Linked DNA regions of Larimichthys crocea: region 2 is linked to region 1. The links are chromatin contacts, called in public Hi-C maps. All regions are on one chromosome and are shown on one strand. The core of a region is the stretch at or near the end of the contact, and the rest is flanking DNA. Distances in the headings are between cores, read along the strand shown. Region 1 holds the start of atp13a3 (ATPase 13A3). Region 2 holds the start of LOC104923521 (5-hydroxytryptamine receptor 3A).

The links. Hi-C and Micro-C count contacts between places; a contact is called where the count stands out from the background.
Region 2: a Hi-C map of muscle shows a contact between it and region 1, with 15 times the contacts expected there. The contact joins the promoter of LOC104923521 here to the promoter of atp13a3 in region 1. A contact is called at or near these places in 2 of 7 Hi-C or Micro-C datasets (both in muscle).

Annotation. Positions count from the first base shown.
Region 1 is chrXVII:22,782,928-22,787,446 of L_crocea_2.0, reverse strand. atp13a3 (ATPase 13A3) reads right to left here and starts at 3,159. Exons shown (of 33, transcript XM_027290023.1): 1 at 2,882-3,159.
Region 2 is chrXVII:23,294,641-23,299,505 of L_crocea_2.0, reverse strand. LOC104923521 (5-hydroxytryptamine receptor 3A) reads left to right here and starts at 2,175. Exons shown (of 9, transcript XM_019273278.2): 1 at 2,175-2,492; 2 at 3,312-3,472; 3 at 3,583-3,627. The coding sequence starts at 2,438.

The DNA of each region.
Region 1 (4,519 bases), core at 1,910-4,409:
CACCTGTGAAAAGTCTTGAGGCTTTGGCTCAAAGGCCTGAGGAATATTGGCGCCTCGCTTCTTAAACTGAGACTAAACTGCTTCCAGATCTTCAGTTTGAACAAGAGCTCAAGCACAGGAATAAAGTTCAAAGGTGAAAAGAGCAAGTTCAATTCCTCAATTCCAAGACTGCAGGATTTGACGCTTGTCTGTTTTACATCACTGTAAACTGACTTTTTATAGATTAAATGATTCATCAAAAAATGGGCTAGGGTTAGGAATGAAATTCAGTGGATAGTCCATAACACAAAGGCAACGAATACACGGCTTGAGTTTATCACAAATGTAACAAAATCATGTTTTAAAAATGACTAAATAATCCAAAGACCAAGAATTCACCATCGAGATACTTTATTAACATTATATTAACAATCACATAGATATTTTATTCAAGCAGCAGCTCGAGCTCATCCGAATATTTTGGAACATGAGGCTTAAAACTGATATAGAAAAGTCTGCATATCACTTCTGTGGTCAAAGGCTGCGCAGGTGTGTGTGTGTGTGTGTGTGTGTGTGTGGATATCATCCCTCTCAACTCAAAGGTCACATTCTCATTAAAAAGCCACGCAAACCAATTATCTTCTAAGCCTCATTGTGGAAGCAAAGAAGACGCACGCGCCAGCTAATGCCTCTGTTAATGTATAAACAGAAAAGTGAACGGACAATGAATATTTGTCCTGAGCTGCTCCGCACAATTTCTATTTTTATGTTACACAAATAAACCTGACAATCGATGAGGACATTTTGAAATTGATCTGCGATGGCTATAAAAAGCCCAATCCCTTTCTGATCCTTTGTTTACTGAAGCCTTTTGTGGCCCTGGCATGCCAGCCATGGCGCGGAACAAATGCCGATAAATAAATAGCACCCAGCAGTCTAAATTAATGATATCCATGCTGACAGTGTGCAGCCACATGTGAGAACAACTACTTTAAGACTTTTAATAAAGACTAAATGAGAACAAATCTGGACACATGTATCTCAATTCTAACAAATATATGTTGACAAAAGCATGTCGACACAATTCATCTCACCTGTTTTCGGATCTGTGTCATCATCGATTTGGGTGGTACCAATTAACGGAAAATTATAAACAAAGGCCCTCAATGTGCAGTGCAGCATGTTAAGGCCGATGACGACTAAGGCACAGCTATAAGACCCTTAAAAAATTATGTCGGTGTCCTCCAAGAGGCCTCGGGTCACTGTGAAGGGTCCGAGACACTGTGCATGTAACAGCCCTTACCATCCTGCTTCACCAGTTGTAGCTTTAGGGTAGATTGTCGAAGATAACACCATAGTTGAAAATGACTCACATGATTACTCGGATACTATTTACCAAAAGGCTTATGGGAGATTCCGAAATGAAGTGTAACGGGAAAGTCGGATGCAGACCTCAATCAAATTAAGAATTTGTGGAAGGACTCGAAAATGACCAATGTCCAATCGCGGTCTCCGTGAAACTGGTCAATGAGTAATAATCCAAATGTGCAAAAAGACCTGTTCACATATTAAAAAAGTGGCTCTACTGAATCACGTGATCAGTCAGTTGGTGCTTTGAATCTATACGACTACTACCTATACTTTCATAGAGATTAGTTCTCAAAATAAAACACATGCTTACTAATATCCACAATTAATTCATACCATCGAACTGAACGGAGCGTACCGCGGCAGAAACAGCAGGTACAGGTTACTGTGACCGGTCATTCGGGGGGGGAAACCAGTTATTCCCTAGCAACTTTGTCTTTCAGTACAATGTTGATGCGACACTGGACAATTGTTTCACCAGTTCACATTCATACAGATGTGTAATGTAAGAAAACAGAGAAAATGATAGACTATCTAAACAGATAGCTTTGGTTTCCTACATTTTGTTATACAGTTTTGGAGTGAGCTGTGTTAATACTCTGAGTTTTAGCCATTGAACACAATACACTGGATAATAGATTGTTTTTATTTTGTAATTATTGTGTGCATGAATTAAATGCGAAGGAGCTCATGATTATTGTAAAGAAGACATTTGTTTTGAATTTTAAAAAAGCTACTATTTAAATGTTCTAACACACTGAAGATGAGTTTGTAATGAGGGTTTATGATTTAAAGCAGGTTTGAACAGGCTGCTGGTGGTATATATATATATATCTTAAATATATCTGAGCCTGTTACTGGAGACTCGACCAGGTGACAGGTGTTTAAGAGGAATGAGTCAAAGCTAACGGAAAGAGACGTGTTAAACGATTAAAACTTCATGTATTTATTATGTATTGTAATGAAATGGCTGTAAGTAATAACAACAACGTAGGAAAGCCAATTAAAGGAGCACAAAAACAAGCTTACAACCACACACGGTACGTGTAACTGTCACAAGTGGACACTGTAACATAATCTAGGTTTTCTAATGTTTATCCATAATTACATTTGGTGCTCAATTGCTGCCTGCTGACCATGAATCATGGCTCCGAGCCCCCCGGCAGCCAGGGAAGTGCTTCACCGGGGGAAGACGTCGGTTGTTGTCGGCTAGCTGGGCTAATGTTAGCCAGGCTTCATTGTTAGCCAGCTAATTGGTGGCTTGGCTTATAAACCAACAAACGTCCATGTGTCTCCCCGCCGGTGATCTCTCTGCTTTCGGTTTCACAAACCACCCAGAGGCCAAAACGTTGTTTCAATAGCAAAACACAAACCGGTTTTCCTGTACACGCATCAGCTAGCTATCGTTAGCGTTAGCCTCAATAGGTAGCCACTGACACATGGGTGATGATGACAGCGATGTGGGCAAAGCGCACACACACACACACAGACACACACACAAATATATATATATATATGAGAATAAAACACTCACCCAGAACCACCTGGACACTCTGAAGATCACCTTCGAGTCATAGTGAGACGAGAGCAGCTGTTATCTGAAGGAAAACGTCGTTGAAGAGGAAAACGGACTAAGTTTGATAGGGAAATGTTGTCGCAGCCCGACAGGCAGAGTGGATGTTTGCTGTGTGTTGACAGCTCGGCAGGACGGGCTGAGTACTACAGCACCGTGAACTGGCCCGAACTGGCTGTCTGACGGCAGGAAGTGATGTGTGGTGACATCACGGGAGCGCTGTGCAAGGTGTACACAGCAAAACCCCTCAGACTAAATGTTGTTGTCATTATGAAGCGCTCATTCACTGCGTCACAGCTTTGGGCGAACACATAATGGCACGTGGAGGCGAGGTGATTAAAAGTAAAGATTGATTTTTGTGTCAGAGCTCAGTATAAAGCAGGGATTTAAAAAATAGCACATGGTGTGGAAGTGCTGTACACTGTGCTCTGCACATGATTTAGACTTAATCATCATGTTCCTTCCTTGTTTCCTATTATGGTGTTGCCAGTCAAAGTAAATATGTGACGTATTTTAACCAATTTCATTGCTCCATCATTATTAGAAATTTCAAGTAAATTTCCAGAAACCTTCCATAGGAAATTCAGCTGTTGGAACTAGTCCAAATCGGAAACTTTCCATGGGGATTTTTGGAAATTTGTGGGAATTAAGGCAAGGCAAGTCAAGGCAAGTTTATTTGTATAGCACTATTCGTACACAAGGCAATTCATAGTGCTTTACAGAGGCAAGGAAAAACATTGGACATTAAGACAAACAATAGAAATAATAAAATAAAATAAAAAAGAGAAGAAAATTTAATTAAAAACATCAGAATGTCATTTAAAATCATTAAAACAGCAAATTTGGAAACAATTTAAAACATTAAACGAATCACGGGATTACGATTAAAAATTCTTTAAAAGAGCTCAGCCATAAGCATGTCAAAAGATAAGTGCTAAGAGTTGGGGCTGATTTCACTGGAAATTTGGGGTGATGTAGTAATTGGGGGTAAGCTGGCATCATGTTATGGTAAATGGTATAAATGGTCAATGGAATTTATCAGCTAGCTATCTACTGTGTGAATACATTTTCATGTGCTGTTTGCTTTTTAGAAATCATCTGTGCATGTAATGGGGGAACAGCATAGATCTTCAAGTGCATGAAATCTGGTTGTTTTAGTCGAGATTATGCTAAAATATATTTTACCCAATTATATTTAAATTCCATACCAACATTCAATTTAGTAAATTCCTTGTTTATTCCCATGAATCCCCATGTATTCCCACAGATTCCCATTAATTCCCATGGAAAGTTTCCAACTTTGAAAATTCCCAGATTTTGCAACCCTAGGCACTTATTTATGTTGTGTAAACCACTCCTTTTTCAGTAAAAGAAGTATAATTAATATGCTAACATTGACCACTGTAAAGACATATTGAGGGATTACCACAAACTGGTATCTGTTTATCCAAGTCACTAAGATATGTCATATTTTTATTGAATCTTTGTTTGTACCGTATGTTTGTTTTTCAGTGTCATTAATAAAGTTATTATGATTTTTATTATTGGTAGTGGCCAATTTTCCCATGAACACAATAGAAAGGTTAATCAGGAAGGGAA
Region 2 (4,865 bases), core at 926-3,425, 510 kb before region 1:
ATGACTCAAAACAAGTCCAGAATAACGTTGTGTGTTGTTGTGTTCGCGCAGTGCGAGTAAAGATCATTAGTGGCGCATTGATATTAATGATCTGCGCCCCTACTGAATGAATATAGGGAAAACACTGATATAGTTTATTTTGGTTAAAAAATACTGTTAATACTGTTAAATGTGCTTCACACAACAAAAACATTGAGGAACTGAGGAAACACCAGAGGCAGGTTAATAAATGAATAAATCATAATAATAAAACACATGATCATTTATTAATAGAGAAACTAACTAAATAAATATAATTCAAGTAAAAGACAGACTAAAAACAGGTCCTTTTTTCTTTTATTTTTTCTTTGCACATTAGACCTTTTTCTGTCTTGTCATAACAAGAGTCTGGACTCGCCTAAATAAAATGCAGTAGTTTTTAATGTTGTCAATTAAACTTGTTCTAATGTGTGCATTATGAAAGAGGTCTGTCCCAAACAATCGCCCCAAAACCACCAAACATTTACTCATGCAGCCATATCTGAAGCAGGCAGTGAATGGCTTGACCTTAAAAGTCCTGATGAGATCTGAAGAACCTGCCTTTCAATTACAGTCTAAAGGCTCAACTTTAAAAAACTGAGAACAAGAAGCCCCACGACAAGGAAAAAGGAAAACATGTCTCTATCATCAGAGTCACCTCTGTGATCCTCATCCTTCGGAAGGATTCAGTAGACTACCTGAACTCCTCGAAGGTGATCCTAAAATACTGTATGCAAATATGACAGGCTGATCAGCAGGTGTATCACACAGGTGAGCTCCTCCCTAAAAACACGCAGGCTCTTCCACTCAGCTGCATCGCCTCGTTTTTTCAAAGAAACCCAAATGTAGATATATTTCAAATTAAAATGGAGCGTCCTGCAGTGACAAGAGGAAACCCCAACTCCTTTCTCTCCAGTCTGGTTGAATTTTGCGTGGATTCAGCCACCACCTGTTTCTCCCAAGACGCAGATAAATTGTGCGTCCCCATCGGTCTCTGCGCTTTATCGGCGCTCATTTTACTGCTCTCATGTCTTTTGTAAGTACGTTTTTTTTATCCAGCTTTTGTTCCAGGACTTTTATTGAAAAGGTTTCCAGCACTGACCGGTGTTAACTGTTTAAGGATCGTGTACCAGAGGTGCAGATTCCGGAGAGGAAATCCGGGAGAAACCGTCACATCGTTTTACAGCCTCCTCGGTAACCTGTGCAGCACAGTTGGAGCCGTTCTGTCCAGACAGCTGCATCTTCAGGTAACACTTAAAATTATTGTGCTTTTCATCTTTCTGCAGGCAGTAATAAGTCTGATAATAACTTCTGATCCATCCTCTGCAGATAACGCACAACCATCCAGCACGACTAGCTTCATGAGGAGGTTAGTTCCACTTTGTGGAAGCTGATGGGGCTAAAACTGACTTAATAAAAAGTTTTAAGTTGTAAGAAAGGATGTTGCAAATTTTAGAATATGGTTAACTGACATAGACACAGCATAATAAATTATATGAACATTGAAATCCATGTATTATATTATTTCATCTAATCATTATTTTGCCAGGTAAAATCTCATTGAGATTAAGAACATATTTCTTGTTATATGAACATAGCCAATGCATATAAAGATTGTCAATTAGTGAATTTGAATAGCTGGGAAATTATGGGTGGCTGCTATGTGATTTGAGTACAGGTTATTGCAGCACAACAGAAACATTTATTTTGTAGGGGAAAGAAATAGAAAAAGCTGTATGTGGGCGCATGTGGAGCCTTTACTTTATTATTATTATTACACTCTTACATCAGTAGGTGTCCAGCCTAACTCACTCTTGGTGTTTTGTGTTAATCGGGTGGTGGTGGTGCCCTGGGATGGTATCAAATTCCCGGCCTGAATTATTGTCCCAGTCCGCCCCTGCTCTCCAGTTTCAAATATCAACACTGTGTTTCGGACATCATACTGACTCAGACTCATTTCATCCTTGAGGTGTTTGCTTAAAATATTAGCAAACTGCCAAAATACACAGGCACAGTTAAACTACATTAATTTAAAACAACATTATAGCCACCTGACACCCTGTTTGACTGGTTTTATTTGCATGATTGTAATTCAGGAGGAAAGGGTGTGAGATGAGGCCATTTAGAAACAAGATCTTTGTGATGTAGGGGAATAACAGCAATATTAACATACGGAAGTACTGAGCATATGGTAACAGGATTAACAGTTCCAGATAATGGGATTTCCAGACAAGGAAACAAGTCTGAACATTCGTCAGAGAAGTGAATGGCAGGATCGAAAAAGGAATTGAATTTGCATGCAAGAGGGTCATCAAAACTTTGCCCAGAGCTGAATTTGCTCAGACTGCTGACTCAGGCTGTTTTGCTTTGAAACTGATGGGACAGTTAATGAAAGTAGTTGATCGGACACACACACAAGATGACAGACCTAAAGAGAGCTGGACTTATCTTCATCTTTTTTATACTGCTTCACAGTAAGGATTTTTTTTTTCTTTTGACAATATATGGGAAGTTTAACTTCAGCATTGAATTGTATCGTTGGGTGAAAGTCCCAAGTTGCCATTGTTCAAAATTACCAGCAATAACAATTAGCTGAGTCCTCTTTTGGCTGGGTTACACTTAATTGCTCATGATGACAATGCTGGTATGCTGTTTTTTAGTAGGTATGACATTTAGCATATTAACCATTGTAGATAAGTGTGTTAGCATGCTAATACTCAAGCAAAAAACAGCTGATGAAAATGTTGCTAGTTTGCAGGTATTTAGAAATTATAGTAATTTTAATAATAATTAATTTTATAATTATAATCATTATTAATCCGATAGTGGTGCTAAATGTAAAGTTTAGGGGTCACCGAATGTTTTACAATTCATCCTGACAGGAATGAGAAGAATGTATGCCAAATTATATGGTGATTTATCGCCGATGACTGAAAATAGTTGCATATTGAGGTTGCCTACTGACCAAATATTATTTTCTGAGTAACAGATTATGTCAGATTTTATTGCATTTTGGCTCAGTGAATGTACACTTCATGTTAACATTTATGACACAAATACCACATTTAAGTGAGCATGTGTGTGGATGTAAGTGTTGGAAATGTAGCAATGTGTTAACTGTGTTGATGATATGAAGCATTTTGCTGAATAGTTCAGTGCAAGTGTTTCCACTATTCTGTTCAGCATACAAAGAAAGATCTGCCAAACCTTTAAGCAAAAACCAACAAAGGAATTGTGCATTTATTTGGGTTATCTCATGAATTTAGATTTTCTTGTTCTCTTTCTTAACTCAGGTTTTGTTGCAGCATTGAACTGCACCAGGCCAACTCCTGAATCCTTGCTTGCTGCACTTGATAAGGAAGTGTTTCGTAAGAATCTACTGCGACCTGTAAAAACATTTTCAGATACACTGAACGTAACCATCGGTATAACTCTGGTGGGAATTTTAGGAGTGGTGAGTCATTGAGATCCACAAACATCTATTCATTGCTTCAAAACATGTGCAGATGTAGTGTAAGTGTATTTCATTCATCATTAATAATCATAAATATGTCTCATTTTCAGAATGAAAAAGACCAGTCATTGTCAGTATTCATATGGCTAACCCTGGTAAGTTTTCCGTAATGAAACATCAACATTTGATTGTGTATGTGAGTCACACAAAAACAAACAGAGAAATTCTCTTCATCTTTATAATGAGTCACAAATAAATAGTTTATTTTTTAAAAGGCACAGTATACATAAAATGAACCTGATTAGTCAATGGAAGGAGGCCAGCATCTCTAAAGCATGGGAGTAGGAAGAATCACTAGGGGCTCTGCTATGCCATGGCAGTCATGGGAAAGAAACAGAGGGGGCTGATATCCTCAAGAGGTCTTGACAGGTGACACACCAGTGTTAGTGGTTGTGTGCATAATGAGTATATTGAGCCCAGGGAAGATGGTAACTCCAGGCACCAGGATCAGATGAGCTGACTCAGGTCTTGATTAGCTCTCTCAGTTTAACCTTGGTTTGTGGGTGAACAGTCTCTTTGGCAGTGGGCATTTTAGGCACAGCAACGTAAAGTGAAAAAACAGCCTGGGAAAAAATTATCAACATGAGTGAGTATGGCCCAGCAGCGTATTAAATGTGCTTATCTCTCTCTCTCTCTCTCTCTCTCTCTCTCTCTCTGATGCATAGTATATGTTATGCATTACAAAGATCCAGTTAAGAGAAGATGGTGGCTCCCAGAAATAAAAACCCAGACTTAATTAATGGCAGAGCATTTGTTCTAAACTGTATGCTTTAAAAGTGTATACAAGGACACAGTCTTGTGCTTCTTTGAAACCCTGCACCAAGAGGTGACGACCATGGTCTTGTGATCCCTGCTGCCAGTGAGTCCTTAATGTACATCTCCATTGCTCCTCTTTGGATCAGGAGACATACAATACAAGACTGGATGGCAGAGGCACACTAGAAAGAAGATCAATAGCACAGTCATTTATTCTAAGAGGGGGTGAAGACAAAGGGTGATATTTTCTAACTGTCATGATACTCAGCAGCTTTGATAGGTAGGTCTAGAGACTCAGGTTCTGGGCTAGACAAATCAATCAATAACTGTAGATTACTGTAGACTGTAGATATTAGGAGTGACTGGAATGTGACTGAAAATTAGTGTAAAAGGACACTGTGCTGCAAAATTAATTTATCTGTGGCGTGTACCTTTGTATTACAAAGGTGAATGAATCATCTGGCAGAATTTGGAAGAGTGTGTCCGGGTTTTAAGATGATTAGAAATTTGAGAAGGGAGAGGAAACAGAAAGCCATGCCCAGCTGCAACCAAACACTGGGAGAGACAGACTGTAGAC